Regions from separate parts of the Sus scrofa genome. Here region 1 is linked to region 2. The links are chromatin contacts, called in public Hi-C maps. All regions are on one chromosome and are shown on one strand. The core of a region is the stretch at or near the end of the contact, and the rest is flanking DNA. Distances in the headings are between cores, read along the strand shown.

The links. A called contact is a pair of places that touch in the nucleus more often than the background predicts.
Region 1: a Hi-C map of skeletal muscle shows a contact between it and region 2, with 3 times the contacts expected there. The contact joins the promoter of CKAP2 here to the promoter of SLC25A15 in region 2. A contact is called at or near these places in 1 of 5 promoter capture datasets (liver), 2 of 47 Hi-C or Micro-C datasets (omental adipose tissue and skeletal muscle) and 1 of 2 datasets of contacts at active chromatin or transcription factors (alveolar macrophages).

Annotation. Positions count from the first base shown.
Region 1 is chr11:15,748,953-15,756,038 of Sscrofa11.1, reverse strand. CKAP2 (cytoskeleton-associated protein 2) reads right to left here and starts at 4,322. Exons shown (of 9, transcript XM_003130956.6): 1 at 4,090-4,322; 2 at 3,071-3,155. The coding sequence starts at 4,159. It overlaps LOC110255751 (a long non-coding RNA gene), which reads left to right. Exons shown (of 3, transcript XR_002336535.1): 3 at 3,528-4,081.
Region 2 is chr11:15,491,897-15,498,091 of Sscrofa11.1, reverse strand. SLC25A15 (solute carrier family 25 member 15) reads right to left here and starts at 3,916. Exons shown (of 7, transcript NM_001243910.1): 1 at 3,654-3,916; 2 at 691-815. The coding sequence starts at 745. It overlaps LOC106505276, which reads left to right and starts at 3,354. Exons shown (of 3, transcript XM_021065390.1): 1 at 3,354-3,376; 2 at 3,447-4,084. The coding sequence starts at 3,354.

The sequences.
Region 1 (7,086 bases), core at 3,073-5,572, 260 kb before region 2:
TTAGTTTTAAGTACTTAGTACTAGACTTACATTGAAAAAATTTAAAGATAGCTCTCCCAAAAGAAATCCAAATGTTGCACGCACACACTCACAACTTAATTTATCCACTAATGTTGACTTTATCATTACATTTACAATAGATATCCAAAGCAAAGCCTTCTTCAAGAATTAAACCTAGGAGTTCCTGTTGTGGCACAGTGGAAACGAGGCCGACTAGGAATCATGAGGTTTCAGGTTCAATCCCTGGTCTCACTCAGTGGGTTAAGGATCCTGTGTTGCCATGAGCTGTGGTGTAGGTCACAGACAAGGCTCAGATCCTGTGTTGTTGTGGCTGTGGCATAGGCCTGCGGTGGCTACAGCTCTGATTGGACCCCTAGCCTGGGAACCTCCATGTGCCGAGGGTGTGGCCCTAAAAAGCAAAACAAAACAAAAAATTAAACCTAAACTCCCTTTTACACATATAGGCTGGTTAGTGTAGACTGTGAGAATCTCTCAGCAAGTGACTATGTATTCTATGAATAAAGGAGAAAAATAGGGTCAATTAGACATGTTGACTGTAAGGCAGACTCCAAGTTCAGAGATTGTAAAGGTGAACCAAGTGTACAAAGAATCAACAAACCTGCTCTCTCTATAGTTACAGTGCCTTTCACATCTATTTGCTTAGTCTTGGAAAAGGAGCAAAAGTTTATTATAGCTTGTACTACACATTTTGAGTGATGGCAAGGAAGGGTCAAAATGTGCCACTGAACAGGGCACACTGGTAGCTATCTAATGAGTATAGGTGCCTCTTTTTCCTCCCAGGCATTGCCAGTCTGCAATGTTTAAGTCCAATCCCCACTTTAAGCTCTGGCATTCACTACCTGCTGGCAGAGTCCTCTTGTTATTCCTGGGCCTGCTGTCTGCTGTCTGCTGTGAGTGGGAGACGATACTCATGGCCAACCTGCCAGGTTCTCCCAAAGAGGTACCTTAACTAACCAAGACTCCCATTGATCTCAGCTTCTATTAACTTCTGGTGTACAGTATACTATGAAGTTATTTCACTGAGAAATGAGAAGCGATCTTAAGAGTTAGCCTATCTTTGCTCTACCGAAGACTACTAGCCTCTCTGCCTGTCTACCCATATGCTCTGCTTCCCTTCTGTCCCACGGATGAGCCAACTCCAAGCTGGTCCAGGCCCAAACTCTCCACGTGCACTCTCCTTCTTGGCTACTCAGGGACCTTTTTCCTGTTCATTCTTCTGCTTCATTAACTTGTCCCTCAATTAGGTCATTCCCAACAGCAAATAAACACCGTGCATTGTATCTCATCTTAAAAGGCCTTAAGCCTCACATTTCCTTTCAGCTACTGCCTCATTTTTCTTTCCTTTAGAGCAAAACTCCTGAAAAGGAGAGATCTACGCACTGTCTCCATGTCGCCACATTCCATTGGCTCCTAAGCTCATCCACTTCTGTGTTTCTGCCACTCAAAGTCAATTGTCTTCATCGTACTGAATCTTTCAACAGCCCTAGACATAGGTAGTCACTCTTCTTTCTTTAAACATTTTCTTCACTTTGTTGCTGAATCACCAACTCTTCTGTTTTTCCCTCCTACCCAGGGGTCCAATTATTTTAAGTCTCCCTTTTTTCTTCCTCACCCCGCCAGGGCTCAAAGCTGCAAATTTTAAACTTTTCTTCTGCATTTTTTAGTTTTACACTTCTCAGGGACTCCTCTTTGTCAGTGACAATAGAATTACCATCTACATACCAGTAGTTCCCAAGTCTCCATCTCTAGTGCCAATTCTACCCCTGAACTTCAAACACATGACTATTTGGCATCTCCACTGACAAGACTAATTGCTGCCTCAAACTTACACGATCAAAACAGAACTTGTGATTGCTCCACTCCTCCCTCATCTTCCCATCTCAGTATATGGTATCACTATCCACTCAGCTATTTCAAATCAAAAGTCTAAGATCATCATCTTTTTGTCTTAAACAAAAAAATTGTGGGATTTGTGAAAGATACGGTTTATTCTAAAGTTAAAGCAACTACTTACTGTAAAGGTAAAAAAATATTTTAAAATTTTTATTTGGGAACAATGCCAAACATATAAAGTTGCAAAATTATAAATAATTCAAAGAATATCCATATACTCATTGGCCAGATTTGCCTGCTGTTAACATTTAATCCCATATCATTTGTACTCTTTCTGAAGTGTTTATGTGTGGAGTACATGCACTTTTTTTCTTGAACTTTTCAAGATGAATTATATAGACAATGGCTCTTTTTAGGACAGTTTTCAAATTCATAAATTTACCACTTTAATCTACTGTTCATAGTTGAAAACTGACCTAATAATGTTCTTTAGAGCATTTCCCCTTCCACTATAAAGTATAGTATAAGGGTCAGGTCCTGAATTGAGTTGTTTTAACTCTTTAGCTGCCTTTAATCTGGAACATTCAGGATCATCTTAAACTCTGTTTTTTCTTTACACCCCATATCTAATCACCATGTCCTGCCAACTCTATCTCCTAAATATTAAGTGGAATCTGAGTACTTTCTACCCTGGTATGAAGCATTCATAAAGACAAAATATATCAATAAGTACCTAATGTAAAGAAATACAAATTAAAAACTAATGATGTTATTAAGATGATTCTTCATTATAAAAAAAAAAAAAAAAAAAAAAAAAAAAAAAAAAAAAAAAAAAATAAATAAATAAAAAAAAAAAAAACAATTAAAATGTGGCCACTAGAGAATTTTATTTTATAATTTTTTTTTAATTATTTATTATTATTATCTTTTTACTTTTTAAGGCCACACCTGCAGCATATGGAAGTTCCCCAGGCTAGGGATGGAATCTGAACTGCAGCTGCTGGCCTATGCCACAGCAACTCGGGATCCTTAACACACTGAGTGGGAACAGGGATTGAACCTGCATCCTCATGGATGCTAGTCGGGTTTGTTTCCCCTGAGCCACAACGGGAACTCTGAAAATTTTAAATTACACATGTGGCTCATATTAGCTTTTTACTAGACATCTCTGATATAATTTGCCAGATGTGAAATGAAAAAAAAAATGCGACCTCACCTGGATAATATCTGATTTTCCTGTTTGAGGGCAAAAGCAGTTTTTCTTTTCAACAGATATTCCTTGAGTTTTTCTCTTCTTTGCTCTAAATAACAAAAGAGCTACAAGTCAACATCAGTTACAATAGTAACATCAAATAAAATATTGACTAAATGAAGATTTACTTCAAAAGTCTACTTGAGATCATGTCTAGAATATAACAGAAAATTTCCCAATTCAGAACTGCCTTTGAAAAAAAAAAATCCCATTTTTAAATCATTACTGTAAAAGATCCCCATAACCACTCTGTATAAGAATCACATTTTCTACTGCCTGAAAGTAAAAAATCTGGAGAACATCATTTCCAACGGATAGTTACTAAAAGCCAAGCTTTAAGAAGCTAAATGGTAGAGATGAGACACTAAACTCCAAGTTCTAATTTAGCAGAATTGGGTCAGAATTGTTTTTTCATGCATAGGACAAAGAAATACCTATTATTTCTGAAGACTTGGCCAACCCTATAGTTCTATGAAGTCGAAGGCAACAGGAGTCAAATTTGAAGCATGAGAGGAGCCCGCCTCAACTTTTCTGAAATTAACTCCCAATGTCGGATGCGGGAGCATTCCGCGCAGGCGCAGTCGGGTCTCAGTGCGGACGCGGCACCGCCCCCGAGGGCCCAGGTCCTCAATTCGGGTTCCGGCCGAAGCCCCGCTCACTCCCCCACCCCGCTAAACGGATTCGCAGGTCCGTCTCCGCCGCCAGTGGGCCGCGGCCACAAGTGAAGAGTTCAACCCTCACACTTAACACCACGGAGCCTGCACAACTCCGATTGTCCCCTTCACAAACGTCAAGAATGCGGTCGCGAGAGGCCGAGCGCCCTGTTCAAGTTTTTCCCACCACTGGATGGGGCAGAAGCTGGTCTACGTACCCAGGCCCCGACCGCCGAGTCCGAGCCACACCCCCACACCGCGGCTGACCCCGGCCCATCCGGCAAACGATCCTTCCGCAGGCTCCGCAATTCTTGCCACCACGGCCCTCACCTCTGAACCCGGACTGGGCCCTCTGACTCGGGGGTAGCTGCAAGTCCTGGGGCACGGCTAGGGTGCTCATCGCAGCTCGGGACAAGGGAACGCGTCTCGGGAAAGACCGTGGCCGAGGTTCGCTCTCTCCAGCCGTGTCTCAGCACACTGCCGCTCAGCGCGCGGGGCCAGGCCTTAGTTGGCGCGGCTGCCGCCTCCGCCCATTGGTGCCCGGCGTGAATTGAATGGGCCAATGGGCGTAGAGGGGCGCGGCCTGAGCTGCTATTGCAGGGGCGGGGCTTGCGACTGACGGGTTCAGTTAGGACCGCTCTAGACCTAGGTTTTCAAACCTAAACGGGGCGCTTAATCTTGGACTTGGCAGCGTGGGAGGAGTCGGCCTGATAAATCTCTGCGCCAGAGCAGATAGGCGTCATTTTAGACGTGAAGCGCGTTGAGGAAGGCAGGCGAGAAAAGTGTTGTTGAGGAGGATTATAAGCACTGACTGCTGTACAGAGAGTGTGTGTATTTCCCTTCCACAAATGTTACTGCATTGCTGCATCACAGCTCTGAGGTGGAAAGTTATTTCGTTTCACAGATACTGGGACAGGCTAAGAGGTTATTTGCCGACGTTTGCACAGATTGCAAAGGGAAACTGAAATTATGGTCTACTTTCCTCTGTACTACACAATTATCAGATGAGAAAAAGAGGAGAGGAAGAGAAAGGAATAAAATGGGAATACACCTTCCTTTTATAATCCCCCCCGTGAAAATAAAATAGCGTTTGTTGTAGACATTGTGTATGTTTGTGCGTTTAAGTGTGTGGCCATAATCTTTCAGTCCTTATCTAAGAATATTACCATCGTAAAACCCTAGCAAACACCCAGTGGATAAGATGAAATGAAATAATTCCGAGCTAGAGGGTCTGTGGGTGGCTGGAGGCGGGAGACATAGGGAGAGTTCTGGGCTGCGCCTTCCTGGTTTTAAACACAGGGATTGTACCATTTCTCTGCCTTGCTTGATCTCTGAGGCTAGGTTTGGCTGAACACTTTCAGCCAGGTTTTAAATGTGGAGTTGGAGAGGAGAAGATGCAATTTCTGTCTCCCCTGGCCAAGGGTGAGGGCTTCCACAGCTAGTTCTCAACTGTGGTCCCCCGCCCCGCACCTTTTTCCTTCAGGCGTCTTACCGTATCATCTTGCTAATGAGGAGGTTAATTTGGGACATTCTGTAGTTTTTCCCTTGATGAAATGTCCCATTTTTAGTGTAACTTTGCCTACAGTTAAGGCTAATTCTGGGAGAACCAGAAGCCAAATAGCATACATTACCATCCCTAGGACATCACTGCTGTTAGATACGACTCTTAATATTGTTAATTATTTGCTAGTTTCATCAGATAGGTTGGGTAACCAGGATTCCCATTAAGAACAGTTTAACAATATAGAACAGTTAGAAGTGACTCAAGGAGTTCCCTTGTGGCTCAGCAGGTTAAGGATCCGGCATTGTCACTGGGGCTCTATGGGTGGGACGCTTGTTCAATTCCTAGCCTAGGAACTTCTGTGTGTGGGGGCGAGGTGGGGGCGGGGTGGGGGGAAGTGACTCAAGAAACTTCAGACCATAGTGGAAAGCAGCATAATCTCTTTTCTATCAAAGGAAACCTTGGTTACTCTATTTTGCTTGGGTTTCAGCTGAACTGCCCTCCTGTGACCCCCTCCTCTTTACCTCTTCTCCCAGCAACAGTTTGTTTCAATTAGCCAACCGGGAAGAATGTGTGCCCTGACCTGACCAATGGGAAGGGGGCAGGAACATCACCTGCGTTAGGGATAAAAAAGGAGGGTCTTTTCTTCTTGCACGAGATTTGAGTACCCTTTTTGAGTACCCGCGCCCTTCTGCAAAAGAGCCTTGTCGAGATCTCCCTGTGTTCATGTGTCTCATTTTCCAACACTGATGATCTGAGCCATTCTCCAACAGCATTATGCTGAGAAGTCAGCCAAAAAATGGTCACACACGTGATATGAGTCCCTTTACACGAAGTATCCAAAATAGATGAAGCCATAGAGACATAACACAGTTTGGTGGCTGCCAGGGGCTGGGGTTACGGGGAAATGGGGAGACCACTTAACAGGTAGGGGGCTTTACTCTGGAGTGATGGACATGTTTTGGAACTAGGTAGCGGTGGTGATTGTACAACCTTATGAGTATATTAATGCCACCTAACTCTTCATTTAGAATGGTTAATTTTATGTTATGTGAATAAAAGAAAGCAACTGAAAGGAAATCATGAAAATCTCAATAGGCTGAGATGGTGATGCCTTCCAACACAGTGATTCTTCCCTAACCTCCAGAATGATGCATTCCAAGAATGGTATCTTTTTATTTAATTTATTTATTTATTTATTTTGCCTTTTTTTTAGGGCCACTCCTGCAGCATATGGAGGTTCCCAGGCTAGGGGTCAATTGGAGCTGTAGCCCCTGGCCTACGTCACAGTCACAGCAACGCTAGATGCGAGCCACGTCTGCGACCTACACCACAGCTCATGGCAACGCTAGATCCTTAAGCCACTGAGCGAGTCCAGGGATCGAACCTGAAACCTCATGGTTCCTAGTCGGATTCGTTAACCACTAAGCCATGACAGGAGTTCCCAAGAATGGTTCTTTTAAAAGACACTTTAAATATCATCCCACAATTGTTGGAGAGAAGGCAGATCATTTTCTAAAAGTTTCAAAAGGAAGAATTCTTGGAGTTCCCATCATGGCTCAGTGGTAACAGACCTGACTAGGATCCATGAGGACGAGTGTTCGATCCCTGGCCTTGCTCAATGGGTTAAGGATCTGGCATTGCCTTAAACTGTGGTATAGGCTGCAGACGCAGCCTGGATATGGTGTGGCTGTGGCTGTGGTGAAGGCGAATAGCTGTCGCTCCAACTTGACCCCTAGCCTGGGAACTTCATATACCTCGGATGTGGCCTTAAAAAGGCAAAAAAAAAAAAAAAAAAAAAAAAGGAGAAAATTTCTTTCCAGAAT
Region 2 (6,195 bases), core at 2,667-5,166:
TTCTCTCGCCAGCAGCAGTGAGGACAGTAACTGGGATTTCCCTGGACAGATGGCACAGTGTTATTTTCTCACTACAAGGACCCTGTAGACTGCCAGGCTTGGAGTGGAATTCTCCATCTCCCAGCCACATGGCAACAGACAAGTGACTTCGGCTCTGAACTGTGATGTTTTCCAGCTGTAAACTGGGGACATTCCACCCCATACCTGACTCAGTTTTCATGCAATAGGAACTACTCCACCTCCTGCTGTGCCTGGACCACAGTATTACACTATTAAGGGAATTCATTCTGCGGTAATGAAGTGACAAAGATAATGTTTTCACCAGACTCACAGACACAGAGAGCAGACTTGTGGTTGCCGAGGGGGAGGGAGTGGGGTGGACTGGGAGTTTGGGGTTAATAGAAGCAAACTATTCCATTTAGAATGGATAAGCCATGAGGTCCTGCTGTAGAGCACAGGGAACTACATCCAATCACTTGAGACAGAACATGACAGAATATGAGAAAAAGAATGTGTGTATATACATATATATGTATAACTGGGTCACTTTCTGTACAGCAGAAATTGACAGAACATGGTAAATCAACTATAATAAAATAATAAAAAAGAATGGGTGTTTTCATCACGCTTTCACATGATCTCACTTACAAAAGGTACTTGAACAAAGGACGGGGTTTTCTCTGGCATTACCTGCAGCCCCCGCCGTGAGGTCAATGGCAGCTTGGATGGCAGGATTGGACTTCATGTTCGCCCGCTCCTCTCCTAGGCTCCGTGGAGGGCAGCTCTCTGGAGCTCAGGACGGGCACCTCATATCCCTGGAGGGGGCAAGAGTTCACCATCAGTCAGGCCACTGCAGGCTAGCTGCATAGCTACTGGACTTGAACTTCTAGGAGCCAGGAAACTGGCTCTACATTGCTTCAAAAGAGGGGGCTTCAGATATCAGAGCAGCTTAGTGATCTGTGTTGCCTTCCCCACCCACCACCACCTCCCCATGAAAAGCACGCAGATCCAAACCCTTGCCTGAGCAGAGCAGCTATGGCAACAGGTGGGAGCACTTCAACCAACCTTTCTGAAACCTCAATTGAATGCCCAATAAGAAGCCAACAAGACATCCCAAGCCCCCAGTTAGTTTTTCAAAGGCCTAAATTCAACTATCTTTCCACCAGACTCTTCCAAATTCGGACAGCAGCTTGTGAGAAGCCCCTAAGGGAAGGTCACAAAACAGCAGGTCTGGAAAAGAAGGGGTTAAGAGTTCTGCCAAGTGACATTCACCTGGGTCTGAATGCCTGCCCTACCACCAGTAGCGTGGCCCTTTGGGTCCCTAAAGCTGGAGGTCCCTGTTTGTACAAGTGAATAATAAAAGTACTATCATTACAATACAAGGGCAATGACAAATAGCCGCACCAGACAAACACAATGATGAACTGAGAGCCACACACCACGAGATCTTAGAACAACTACAGCACAGCACCAAACTCTGCCGTCAGAGTCCCCTCCAGAGCTTCTCAATCCTAAGGGGCACACAAATCACCTGGGGACCTTGTTAAGTTACCAATTCTGATGCTACTGGCCTGGTATGCTCCCAGGTGAGGCTGATAATGCCAGCTACCAAGCACAATTTGAGAAGCAACACCCGGCCACTGTGCCCCAAAAGGCTAGCTAAGAATCACCTGGGACACTGGTTAAGTAGTCAAATAACCAGGCCTCTCTCCCAGAGATCTTGATTTAATAGGTTTGAGCTGGAGCCTAACAGTTTGGGAAACCCAGAGTCTTCTCCTCCACCTTTAGACAGACGTCAACCACTGCTGAGGCATGGACTTAATAAACAGTGTCTAGGAAAGGAGAGGCTCATTAACAGAATATTTCAATAAGCAATGCTGTACGGTTTTCAAACTACGTCATTGACTCCTGGGTGAATAACATGGAACACTTTTTACTCTTCACACTGAAGACCTATGTGTCCCCCATCAGGACACCTCTTAGAGGAGGGGGTGAGCGGGGCAGAGGACCCGATCAATGAACACACCGACATCATCCTGATCATCAGCAGAAAATCATTTTAGCCACCAAGAAGTTTTTGAACCACTTCAAGCATGTTGCCAATGACCAGACACCAAAAATCTTCCTTTCTTTACCAAAAAAGTAAAAAAAAAAAAAAAACAAAAAAAAAACTTTAAAACCAGCAACAACAAAAAGCATAGATAGCACTTAATAAAGCAACTAAGCCACACGAACCCAACTTCACGTTACTGAAGGCCTGGAGAGGCAGCACCAGTTACTGATAAGGGGGTGGCCCCTGGAAATCTAGAGAAGGATATCAGTGTCCCGACCCAACATCCTCGTTTTCCAGACGGAAAGCTGAGGCCAGCGAAGGCAAAGGCTTGTCAAAGGTCACACACGGAATCAGTGGCAGAGAGGGTGCAATGCACGTCTTGCCTTTTGGGCCTGTGCCTACCAACCAATACTTCACTCCAGAGTATCCCAACCTGGTCACACAGAAAAAACCCAACCCTGCCTTTTAGAGGAAAATGGAGGCAGTGAGGAGAGGAGCCACACAGGCAGGGTATGTCCAGCAGAGCCTCTCAGAAAATTCTCTAGGGTTCATTCCCTTGGGGGGTGGACATCTCTTTCTTAATTTAGCAGGAAAGAGGCACAGCAGATGGTACTATCTCATCAATGCGAAGTCAACCCCTTTAGGTAAAAGTCAGAAACGCATCAACTGCTACAAATAACCGCTTGTAGAATTTTTAGGACAGTAAACAGAACACAGAGTAACTCAGAAGGTGTGGGCAACTGTTTCAAATTAAGCGTAGGTTTGGCTTGAAGATAACAGGTCTTGCAGAGGCAAGACTGATTAGCATGACTTAATTACATTGATTCGTGAGCCTTTGGTACCCGTGGAACAGAAAAACTAAGTCCTTACAGCGTCCCTTTTACCCCTCTTTCAAACTACACCAAAGTCCGACTCCAGAAGAAACAGCGCCAAATATCTTCCCGTTCCTTGGGGAAATTCTCTTTTCTTGGGGGAAAATCCGAGGAGGCCTCATTCCCCACTAATTAACACGAATTGCTCCGGGAAGATTCCAGCTTCAGGCCGAAGCTGGCGCGGTGGGAGGCCGCCCTCCATCCAGACCGCCCAGAGCTGAAGCCCAAGGGCGTTGGGATGCAAACCGGCCTCGCTGCTCAGCAGCCGGGAAGGGGCTCCAGCTCCGGGGGCTCGGGATCCCAGTCCGCACGAGGGGCGGCTTAGGGAAACGACTTCTAACTTGGTCTTCCCGGTTCGCTGACTCTGCCCAGCAATCTGCGAGTCTCCCATTCATAAGCGCCTCCGCCCCGTCCGGCGCGAGACTCAGATGGCGCGGAGCCCGGAGGCTCGGTGACACGACGAGGGGGCAAAGGAGGACAACCTTTCCCAGGAGTTGACCACTGCGGGCAGGAGGCCGCAGAGCCCCGCAGTCTCCGCCGAGCCCGGGGCAGCGCCCGGGAGTGGGGCGCCCGCGGGTCCCCGGGCACGTGTGCGGCGGGTCCGAGACCCCGGATCCCAGCTGCCCGGAAAGGTCACGCCGCTCAGGCGCGGAGGCCCGCCCGCTCCCCACTCCCTCCTCCCGGCCAGTTCCCTGCAGCCCGCGAGCGCCCGGCGGGGCTGCGCTCACCGCCGAGCCGACCGGCTGCGTCCTGCTCGCGCTCCGCCGCCTGCTCTCGACTCTCCCTGGGCTGCGGGGGCGGCCGCTTCACACACACGTCGGCGCCAGGCCTGCCCTCCGCCCCGCCTCCCGCGCCGGACTGCTCCCTGCAGGCGGCCCCGCGGGCTCAGGAGCGCCCCTGCAGCCGGGGCGGGCTGCGCGGGGCCGGCCTGGGCCGGTGAGCCTCCTGCCCGCCAGCCCCCAGCCGCGCGCCGGGGAAGCGGAAATCGGCGCGGTGCGGCGACGCGCTCAGGCCAAAAGGCCGCCCCTCGCCGGGAGCAGGCGGGGCTGGCGGGGCTGGCGGGGCTGGCGGGGCTGGCGGGGCTGGCGGGGCTGGCGGGAGGGCTGGGAGCCCAGGCCTCCACGTTGCTTTCGTGCCTCGCGGTTCCCGGAAGCGCTCGGTGAGCTCGATTCTAGTGAGATCTCAGGGAGGGGGCTGAGGGTGCCCGGAGTTTGGACGAGTGACTGATGCCTTTACGCTGGTTAACCTTGCTCGGACTCGAAACTCAAGGCTCTCATTTTATAATTGAGTACGAAAGTACTGGAAAGGTAGTGATGGAAAATAAATTCACTTATTGCTGGTGAAAACCAAACCCAAAACATTTCCCACTAATTCTTCTTCGAGGAGCTCCGGCTCCACTGATGACATTTGGAAAAGCACACCCACCGATGAAAACTATAGCCCTAAATGTCTTCTCAATTCCTAATGAATTATAGTTGGTTCTATGGCTCTCCGGCATTTTATTAAAAAGCTCAATTCAGGGAGTCTGTTGGGAATTCCTGTTGTGGCTTAGCAGTAACCAAGCAGACTAGTGTCCATGACACAGGCTGGATCCCTGGTCTCCTTTAGTGGGTTAAGGATCCAGCGTTATCGTGAGCTGTGGTGGAGGAAGCAGATCCACTAGAATCCCTGGTGGCTGTGGCTTTGGGTAGGCTGGCAGCTGCAGATCTGATTCGACCCCCAGCCTGGGAATTTCCATATGCCACCGGTGCGGCCCTTTTTAAAAAAGAAGTCTTGTGTACCAGGAGTAAAGGAATTTTCTCTAGTGCACTAGACACAGATCCACTCAGTTGGAAAGGTCTTGGTCTATTACTGACAGGTGCTCAGTGTCACAGCCATGGCCTTCAGAGGGCCTTGGTTCAAACTTCATGGATTTATTTGACTTTTCTACACAGTTTTCTTCCTTAAAACGTGCCGTCATTTTCTTTTACAACTTTCTGCCCTGTTTGGATGTGATGTTTGACTACTGCCAATGTATATTTAAGTGATTTTATGTGAGGGCCAGTGACAAATATTTGAGGTAACTTGTGTGAGTCTTTAAACATGGATGCACAGCTGACTAGACCTTCTGGAGGAAGGAGGTGCTATGAAGGCGTCCGAGCTCCTGGTGAATGAGGGGCTCCTCAACACAGCACAAGACTGTCTTCTCCCAAAATCAGCACTTTAGAACTCAAGCTTCCAGAACATAACTTCATTATAGAAACAAGCCAGGGGCTTTGAGTGACTTGCCCAAAGTGACATGTAACATAACCAGTGGGCAGCAGATGAGGAGCAGAACCTACAGTACAACATCCTAGAGGACTGGGCCTTTCCGCAGCGCCTGGCCCAGAGGCTCTTGCAAACCTGAAAGATGAAGCCCAAGGGAACGAGATAGGGATAGGGCTATATCTCCTGTTACAGATGAGAAAGAGCACTGGGCTTGGAGACAGGCCACTTGCGTAAAAATCTCAGTGACCTTCAATGAGTCATTTAACCTTTTGAAACTCCAACCATCACATGACAGCATCGAGGCTTCCTTTGAACCTCCCTGCTCAAGGAGCCTGCTGCAGCAATCCAGCACGGAGGAGAGGGGTGCCCCTCCAGATCAGGGTCTGCACCCTCACCAAGCCATCAGCTCCCCCCTAATACTTTGTTCTTTCTTGCTTGAGCCCATTTTTTCCCTACCCTCAAAAGGGCTGTTCCAAACTCTCATCACTCTCCCCACGCCTTCTGCATTTCCCCTCTCCCTCACCTCTCCTTCACAACCCTCAGCCTCAACTCTATAAACTAAAAAGCAACCAGGAAACTTTCATGCAAGTTTTTAACCCCTAATCTACAAAGTTGCCTTTTTGCACAAACCCTCATGTTTTTTTTTCTCTACTTGCTGTCTTGCTTGCTGTACCACCATGGTGGACAACGATGCTGGTAAAGAAACTGAGGCTTAGAGAGGTCAAGTGAACTTGCCCAGTGAGGTGCAGATATGAAGGGAAGAGCTGGGACTCAACAAAGCTCATGCACTTAACTGCTATGCTACACAGCAATACCTCCCAGAAGGCTTCCTCTTAAAAGCAAGAGGGTTGCAGGAACCAGAATTTATTTCTCCTGGAATAAATCTCCCTCCATAATGTTTTATAAAACGACTTCAGCAGCTTAAAATCACTCACAGCAATGGCCCTGCTATCTCTGATTTAATAATAGAGAAATAGGAGTTCCCACTGTGGCTCAGTGGGCTAAGAACCCAACATGGTCTCA